Linked DNA regions of Hordeum vulgare: region 1 is linked to region 2. A link is a contact called in public Hi-C data. All regions are on one chromosome and are shown on one strand. The core of a region is the stretch at or near the end of the contact, and the rest is flanking DNA. Distances in the headings are between cores, read along the strand shown.

What was found. A called contact is a pair of places that touch in the nucleus more often than the background predicts.
Region 1: a Hi-C map of leaf shows a contact between it and region 2, with 4 times the contacts expected there. The contact joins the promoter of LOC123426692 here to the promoter of LOC123426690 in region 2. A contact is called at or near these places in 3 of 6 Hi-C or Micro-C datasets (leaf and seedling) and 1 of 1 datasets of contacts at active chromatin or transcription factors (embryo).

What each region holds. Positions count from the first base shown.
Region 1 is chr2H:468,889,014-468,893,387 of MorexV3_pseudomolecules_assembly, reverse strand. LOC123426692 (2-Cys peroxiredoxin BAS1, chloroplastic) reads right to left here and starts at 1,484. Exons shown (of 7, transcript XM_045110560.1): 1 at 1,209-1,484; 2 at 1,043-1,117; 3 at 777-858; 4 at 613-692. The coding sequence starts at 1,403.
Region 2 is chr2H:468,701,729-468,705,955 of MorexV3_pseudomolecules_assembly, reverse strand. It overlaps LOC123426690, which reads right to left and starts at 2,070. Exons shown (of 3, transcript XM_045110559.1): 1 at 1,578-2,070; 2 at 1,231-1,428; 3 at 726-1,128. The coding sequence starts at 2,000. The coding sequence ends at 964. LOC123426689 (transcription factor E2FA-like) reads left to right here. Exons shown (of 14, transcript XM_045110557.1): 13 at 46-115; 14 at 202-682. The coding sequence ends at 314.

The DNA of each region.
Region 1 (4,374 bases), core at 235-2,734, 190 kb before region 2:
TCCTATTCACACGCGCATAATTTACATTGCATATGTTCATCCAAAAGATATAAAAAAAGCTCCAGCATTGTGTCACTGCAATGTTAACTCTTATGTTCACCCTCAATAGCCCTACATTCATCCTCAATGGTGTTAGTGAGCATATTTAGCACATGGAATAAAAATCTAGATCCATTTATCTGATTAATACAGATCATTTTTTTTTACCCTCCGATATGCACACGGCATAATTTACATTGCATTTGTCCATCCAAAAGATGTAACAAAGCTCCAGCATTGTGCCACTGCAATGTTAAACTCTTATGCTCCAAATGTGCCCAGACTCAATTTTGACATGAAGAAGGAACACGCATTCATTGACACAATCCAAACTTGGTGTTTCAGTTGATAGTGTGGGTCACTGAATAGCCGATTAACTGGAAAATTTGCCTATTTATCCCTACTCGGCACTCAACCGACGAGTTACCGATATCCTGAACATTGGTATTCATTGACACAAACAGACGAACACTTTACAGTTAATTTCCAGATAAGGCACTTAATGCATGTCAGAGCTAGACGAATAGTTTCAAGAGAGCAGCTATGTGCCCACATGTATGGAAAGTAACATACCACACTGTCAACCGAAACACCAAGAATTTCAGTGTTTATCTTCTCGAACTCCTCATGTCTGTCGCTGAAAGCCGTAATCTCTGCAAAATTTGCATGTAAGCATTTTAGAATTGACAGACAGAAATGAATAGTTTCCTTCACGGAGCACAAGATGGTTAACGCACCAGTTGGGCAGACGAAGGTGAAGTCCAGAGGGTAGAAGAAAAGAATCACATACTTCTTCCCAATGTAATCAGATAGCTTGACCTGTGTGTAGTTACAACAAAAGCACACCATCAAGAACATCACATCACCGACCAAACATACAGCTGCAGCGTTAACGAATCGTGCAGCGAAATCTGAATTATCATCCGGGCCGAGCACAGTTTTGCTCGCGCAAGGAAATTGGTAAACGGACGCGCGTGCACAATGCAGTTGGTTACGGGCTTACGTTGATGAACTCCTGGTCGAACACGGCCTCCGCCGCGAAGTCCGGCGCTTTGTTCCCCACCAGCGGCAGGTCGTACTGCGGACACAGAGACGCATACACGCATGACAATTCAACTGGCGGCACGTACCACGGCAAAAAACAAATACCGAATCAAGGCGCAACGAACCTCGGCTGCGGCGCGGGCGACGAAGCTACGGGCCCTGGCCGTCCTCGAGCCGGCGGCGGCGAGGCGGGCGGGCCTGGCTGCAGCGCCTCCGAAAGCGCGGGGAAACGACAGGCACTGCGGCGCCCCGGATGTCTTCGGGGACGCGACGAGCGCGGCGGCCGTGGACACGGTGGAGGCGGAGATGGCGCACGCCATGGCCGTGGTTGTCAGGCGGGGAGTGCCGGGGAGGGGATTAGGTAGCCTCCAGATAGATAGGGTTCGCGAATATGAAGAGGCCGTTTAAGCAGAGGACGTGCCCACTCAGCCAGTGGCTCTCCTCGGTGCCGCGTGAGCTGGGCCGGGAATTCGGGTAGCTTCTTTCATCGATTCCAGGCCACGGCCCGGCGTGAAAACCCCGTGTATGTAGCTTTCGGCCCAATGAGAGACCATCTCAAGTTTGATGCTGAAATTTCTCGCAATGACTATTTTTCGCCTTAAGAGATGCGAGAGGATTTGCTCGCGTAGAGATCTATAGTGTTGCACCACGGCAACGCTAGCCATTGCGTTAAGTTCGCGTTTTTGTATTATACCTAGGGTGCGGCTTATTAGAAGGGGAGGAGTCGGTTTTTATCAAGATGCAAAAAGGCCCCAAAAAAACTTGGAGCCTGTGAGGCGGCGATTAGGGTTTTGGTGGAACCTACCGCTCGTCGACCACCGTCGACGGGGCGAACCTCTTGGGTTCGGTGATGGCTTCGTCGGCGGATCCTAGTGGAAGCACCAGGGGGCAGGAGTCCCCTCGTGCGGCGAGAGCAAGGATGGAGGAGGCCATGGAAAAGTTAGATCTCACGGAGGAGGAAGCTACCCCATTGATGGTGGACGATCTTGGTGAAGGGGGACAACCGAAGTGGGCTATTGTTGGCAAGGTGCTGCATCGTAAGGTTTTTCATATCCAAACCATTGCGAGCGCTTTGAGGCCGACGTGGGGAAACCCTAAGGGTTTATCCTTCCGACCGGCGGGGGAGAACATGTTTGTGGCGGAGTTTGAGAATCATCGTGATCATGATCGCACGTGTGATGGATCTCCGTGGCACGTGAGTCGGCATGTTGTGATTCTAGCTGAGTTTGATGATTTCATGAAGTTGTCCGAGCTGAAGTTTGATAAGCTGAAACTATGGGCTAGGGTTCTTAACCTGTCGTTCAACTTGCAGTCTGAGACATGGGGAAGAGCTATTGCTAAGCAAATAGATAAAGATGTGACCTCTGTACAATTTGATCCTGTTGGAGGTTTCCTACGAGCCAGGGTTACGATTGATGTGAATAAACCTTTGCGTAGATGGATCCTGATCGATTCTGCTAAGAGGAAGTCTAGGGACTGGTATGATATCCAATACGAGCAGGTCCCTAACTTTTGTTTCTCGTGTGGTCGTCTTGGCCATGCTGATCTGGTCTGCCCTACCCCGGGCACCCGCAATGACAAAGGAGATTTACCGTTAAAAACTAGTCTGCGGGCGACTGAGGATAGGAGAGCTTCTGGTTCAAGCGATGGATCGTCCCGAGAACAGCAAAATTATGCATCTAATAAGAAGGATGATTCATCCTCAACCAACAAAGGTGCTACCAATACTGAGGTTACCTCACCGGTTAAACAGCGAGTTAATCAGAAGAGGAAGGGGGGCCATCAGGTAGAGAAAGTTTATCGCAGAGTGGAGCCGCTAGCGTTACCCAGCATAGATATTCCTATGAATGTCGGCGTCTCAACTGTTGTATGGTGGTTTTCAAGGCTCAGAGAAACGATAGTGTCACTAGTACTGCGGGAGTGGAGGATGGTGAGGCTAAGATCACTGAACCTGATCAGAAGAAGAAGAAGCTCACCCCTCCGTCATCTCACAATTCGGCAGCGGCTGCTGGGCAGCCCTACCCGAGCCAATGAGATGCATAAGTTGGAACTACCGGGGGCTTGGGAACCCCGAGGCAGTTCAAGAGATTCGCAAATTTGTGAAACAAGAAGGGCCCATGCTGCTCTTTGTGATGGAAACAAAAATCAGTGCTGAGAGGGTGCAAGCTTTTGCAGCATAATCTGGGTTTTGCTGGAAGTTTTGCAGCGGACACTTCGGGACTTAGTGGGGGCATTAGCCTGTTTTGGTCGAAAGATGTAGTGGTTGATCTGAGAAGCTTCAGCTTCGATCACATTGATGTTGTGATTCCGAGAGCTGATTTGTCCTCACTAGAGTGGAGGTTTTCGGGACTCTATGGAGCATCGATAAGTGAAGATAGGCACCACACTTGGAGATGTTTACGGACGTTGTATGTGATCCCACACCAAGCGTGGCTGTGCATAGGAGATTTCAATGAAACTCTTTTTGGCTCGGAGAATTTTAGTCGGGCAGCAAGACCAGAATGGCAGATGCATGCCTTCCATGAAGCCCTCGAGGATTGCTCTTTGCAAGACATTGGGTACACAAGCCTACCATACACATGGGATAATCGGCAAGCGGGAGACATGAATGTAAAAGCTCGGCTTGATCGAGGGGTGGTGAATGAAGCATTTTTACAAATGTTTGAGCATGTAAGTGTTCGACATATCAATGCGGTGGAATCTGACCACTGTTTGGTTTTGGTTCAGACCGAGGATGTGCATTTCCGAAGGGGTCCAAAGCCTTTTCGGTATGAAGATGTTTGGCAATCTCATGTGGAGTATGATCAGCTAGTCGCAGAGGCATGGTGGCGCAATCACTCCGGGCAGGGGCTTGCAAGTATTCAGGCTACCCTGGTGCAGCTTTAGAGCGAGTTGCGATCTTGGGGGCGAAAGAATTCGGCTCCCTGGCCAAGAAGGTGAAGAAATTGCAGGCTAAACTGGGTAAGTTACGGTATCGCACGATTGGGAGGGGACCGTGCGATGAGGAAAAGGCCATTGTGCTGAAACTTCGTGAAGCATTGAGGCAAAGAGGAGATCTGGATTAGACAGCGTTCTCGTGTCCCTTGGCTTCGACAAGGTGACATAAATACAACTTACAATCATGCACAAGCTGCGCAAAGGAAGCGAATCAATAAAGTTGCCAATCTCCGACGTGCAGATGGGTCTTCTTGTGCGTCTGAAGCTGAAGATAAAGCAGAGGTGCACGTGTTCTATCAAAATTTGTACACGTCCTAAGGCTACAATGATATGAATGTGTTGTTGCAGTTTGTT
Region 2 (4,227 bases), core at 821-3,320:
ACCCTCAAAGACCCAGTGACCCAATGCTTCTACACACTTTTGCAGGTTGATGCTGACTACTTCCTTCTCACTGACGGCGATGGCAGCAGCATTACAGATATGTGGAGAACAGCACGTATCCTTTGAGAAGTGCATTCACTGTGATGTTGTTTAAACAGGCACAACCTGACCTCAACTTTGAAGTACTTAACTAATGAACAGCAGAAGTGCAGTGGGATCAGTTGTTAGCCGAAGAGGCAACCGCCCCTCGTACACCCAAGCGACAGCCAGCAGTTGTCGGTAAATCCACAGCTGTAGGCCCAACCTGTGGATAGACAACAGCATGATTAGGGCATTCTGGAACAACAGAGTTCGTTTCTTGGGGATGGCAAATGTTCTTCCTGGGACTCTTGGAGGCTGGTGATTTTTACCGAATTTTGCGACCTTTCTGGCAGTGGTCTGGTGACATGTGTTCAGTAACTTTTTGCTTTGCCGTGCCTCAGTGGTTTCACCTCCTTCCAGTTAGCGTATGTATATTGAGTCGCTAGTGTTTTATTTTGTGTCATCAGGTGGTTTTCTCCAACTGGAATCCCCTGATACGGGCGCCTGGTTCTTCCTCTGCAAAAATGAATATTCTGGCAGCCGTGTACAAAGTACGATGCATGACTTATATACCATTATAGTAGGAGGAGTTTACATATCATTTCCCAAGCATTGACGGTTTCTGCACTCATCATTCATTGTTATTAGTACTAGCTAAAATTCAATATATTCCCAGTTACTAGTACTAATTTGTCTCTGATACATTGGGATTACTATGGTTTCGTCCTGTTTTACAAGAGCAGCAAACATCCAAAACAAGTAGGCAAAATTGTACTTAGCCAGATTCATTCACACTACTATAGAACACCTAAGCTTGGAGTGATGCATAACTACCAGCAAGTGCACATCGATCGAAGTGCCTATACTTTACTGCTGCATCAGTCAGTCGCCTTCGCCTCCCTTGGCGATCTTCCCTATCCAGTTGGCGACCACCGGCGTCAGCGCCACAGTCGGCGGGAACCTTATCGGCGACGCTGCCTTATGCGCGGCGTAGGCCAGCGCGAATGTCCCCACCTTGCCTCCGGTCTCGTCCGTGGCGATCCCAATCTGCATTTACATTTACATTACACAAAAAAGCACACACCCCGTCCATGGTAAGTTGGTGACGAGCTCGAGTCGAAACTTGGGGAGTGGTTTAGTAGCTCTGACCTTGCCGAGCAGCTGCTGGACGTCGACGCCGGCGTTGATGAGGAGGTAGCATGCGGTGAAGGAGATGAGCGAGAGCGTGATCGAGGTGGCCAGGTACGCGCCGCCGTACTTGCCCAGGAGCTCCTTGGCCTGGTCAGTTCTCGACTTCTTTGTCTTCCCCTCCTCGCCTCCCTCCTCCTCCTCCTTCGAGCTAAATATCTGAAGCAACCAAACACGTCAGACGTCACACGATTCAGCTCGCATGTACTCCCTCCGTCCTAAAATAAATGACTCAAAAATGACCCAACCTTGCAAATTTCACTTCATATATACTAGGAGCAGTACGCTGCGGTGGCATAGGTGCTTACTTTCCAGAGGCCGACCTCGAGGCCGTACTTCTCGGTGATCTCATCGGCCGTCTTGGCCTCCTCCTCCTTGGTTTCCGGCACGGCGGAGAGCGGCCGGCGCGGCTGCCGGAGAGGCCGAGCGGCGAGGAAGCCGGGTGGGAGCTGCCTCTTGGGCTGCAGCAACTGGTGGTTGCGGTGGAGGTATCTGGCCGTGGCCGTGGCCGTGGCCGCGGCGTGGTTGGCAAGGGGCAGAGCTGGTGCGGCCATGGATGGAGCACGGTACGGACGATTGGATGGAGTGGAACCAGCAGAGGATGCAGAGCGAAGACCGCCGAAGGAGGGGGCGGGGACGAGATAGGAATCGGGGTTCGACGGCTGGGATCGATGCCCACGGAATGCAAACGTGAGGTAGAAGCGGGTGACAAGTAGCCATCGCTGCGCCATTGAGTATGTACGGGGTGCTACGTGGAGCGCAATGTTTCGACACGCCCCGAAAGGGTCCAGGCGCAGGGCCAATAGCTCATTGCTTTTACACTTTTGTTGCTAGTGTATATACTACTTCCTCCGTCTCAAAATAAGTGTCTCAAGCTTAATACAAATTTATACTAAAGCTAGTACAAAGTTGAGACACTTATTTTGGGACGGAGGAAGTATTTCTTCAGTTATCCAATTTGTCGAATGATTTTCATACACATGAGCAGGCTAGCGGATACCCGCACGTAACCATCGGGATTACTTACAGGCGTGTGTATACGGACTGAATCTGTGGGTGAGAGGCGGGGGGAACGATGCCTGGAAAAAAACTTCCACAGCGGAAGAGGACTTTCAGCATAAAAGTAAGGACATGGGAGTGCCTATACAATCCGTGGAATAGGAGCTTAGAGAACCCGTATATTAGTCAAACCCGTAAAAAAATATATTTACAGTTTCGGTCGGAAAAATGTTGCTTAGCAGACCCGTAAAACTTGTTTGACCCGTAAATTTTTTAAGGGACACGGTAATTCCATTCACGAAAACCTTAGAGGATCTTTAGCAGACTCTGTATAGAGCCAGCCCATAAAAGTCGTTTACAGTTCGCGGAAAAAGAGTTTTACGGGTCGGCGCGGGCGCGGACAGAGTCAGACCCCGCAAATTGGACCTGTAAAACAAGATATTCGTAGAAGATGCTTTTTTACGGGCCGACAATGCGGGGGCTGCTCGGGCACCACCGCGTCGACTCGCAAACCAAAGACCCCGTAAATCAGAATTAATAATGTGTTATATAAGCAAAATGTTAATATTACAATACAATAATCATTCAAAGTATAATAATTATTCAAATCACCGTAGCAAACTAAATAATTCAATACAAAACTTGTCCTGTATACAAATCACACATAAATGAAATAAAAATGAATGAAAAAATAGAATGTGTTATTGTCTAGCCCTTTGCCAATGATGCTCTCAATGAGATCATTCTGAAGTTGAAGTGGGTGTTTGCATTATCAATCTTCATGTAGTTATGAAAAAAAGCTCTAATTCGGTTAGGGTCTCTAGCTGGTTTGACACGGCTACCCACGTTGTCATATTGTGAAGAATTATCAATCTCCATGTAGTTATGAAAAAAGCTCTAATTTCATGCCTCTCTTATCTTCGAGAATCATATTGTGAAGAATAACACAACATGTAATGATGTTTTTCAAGGATCGCTTGTCCCAAAACCGAGCAGGACCACGAACAATGACAAACCTAGATTGCAAAACCCCAAATGCTCTTTCAATGTCTTTTCGGGCTGTCTCTTTTTCCCTTGCGAATTCAGACTCTTTCCTACTTTGGGGGTCTTTGATGCTCTTCACAAATGTGCATCAACAAGGGTGTATACCATCTACAAGATAATAACCTTTTGTGTATTCATGCCCATTGATAGTATAGTTGCAAGCTGGAGCATCACCACTAGCAAGCCTAGCAAGCAAATGAGACCGTTGCAACACATTGATATCGTTGAGAGTACCCAACATACTAAAAAAGCAATGCTAATTCCAGAAATCCTGTGAAGCTACGACCCCTAGCATAATTGTTGCATCATGAGACTTGGCACAATACATTCCCTGCCATGCCTTTGGGCAATTTTTCTAAGTCCAATGCATACAATCTATGCTTCCTATCATGCCAGGCCAACCTCTTCTTTCATTAAATGCCATCAATTTTTTTGTGTCTTCCTCATTCGGTGCCCGAAGACATTTAGGATAAAAAACACGGAGGATCACTTTGGCAAACCTACGCACTGACTCAATTGTACTATCTTTCCCAATGCGAAGGTACTCATCGGTATAGTCAGTCGGAACGCCGTATGAAATTACCCGCATATTTACCAATATTTTTTTATATGCACCAAATCCCTTCAAGCCCGCGACATTTCTTCTTTGAGTAAAATATAGACAATTGGCCTCGAAGCTTGAACAATTTTTACAAAGAGGGATCTGCGCATACGATACTTTCTCCGAAAGAGGTGGGGCGGATATGTTGGATTGGCTGCGAAGTACTTTTGCATTAGCATCTCGTTCCCGAGATGGTGATTTTGAGGAGTGCAAAGACGACCGACGGTCTATCCTCGCCGCCTCTTTCGGTTCTCGTCTTCGTGCTCGTTCACGGCAAGGGCCATCACCACACTCTGTTGGCGAAATGTGAGAAG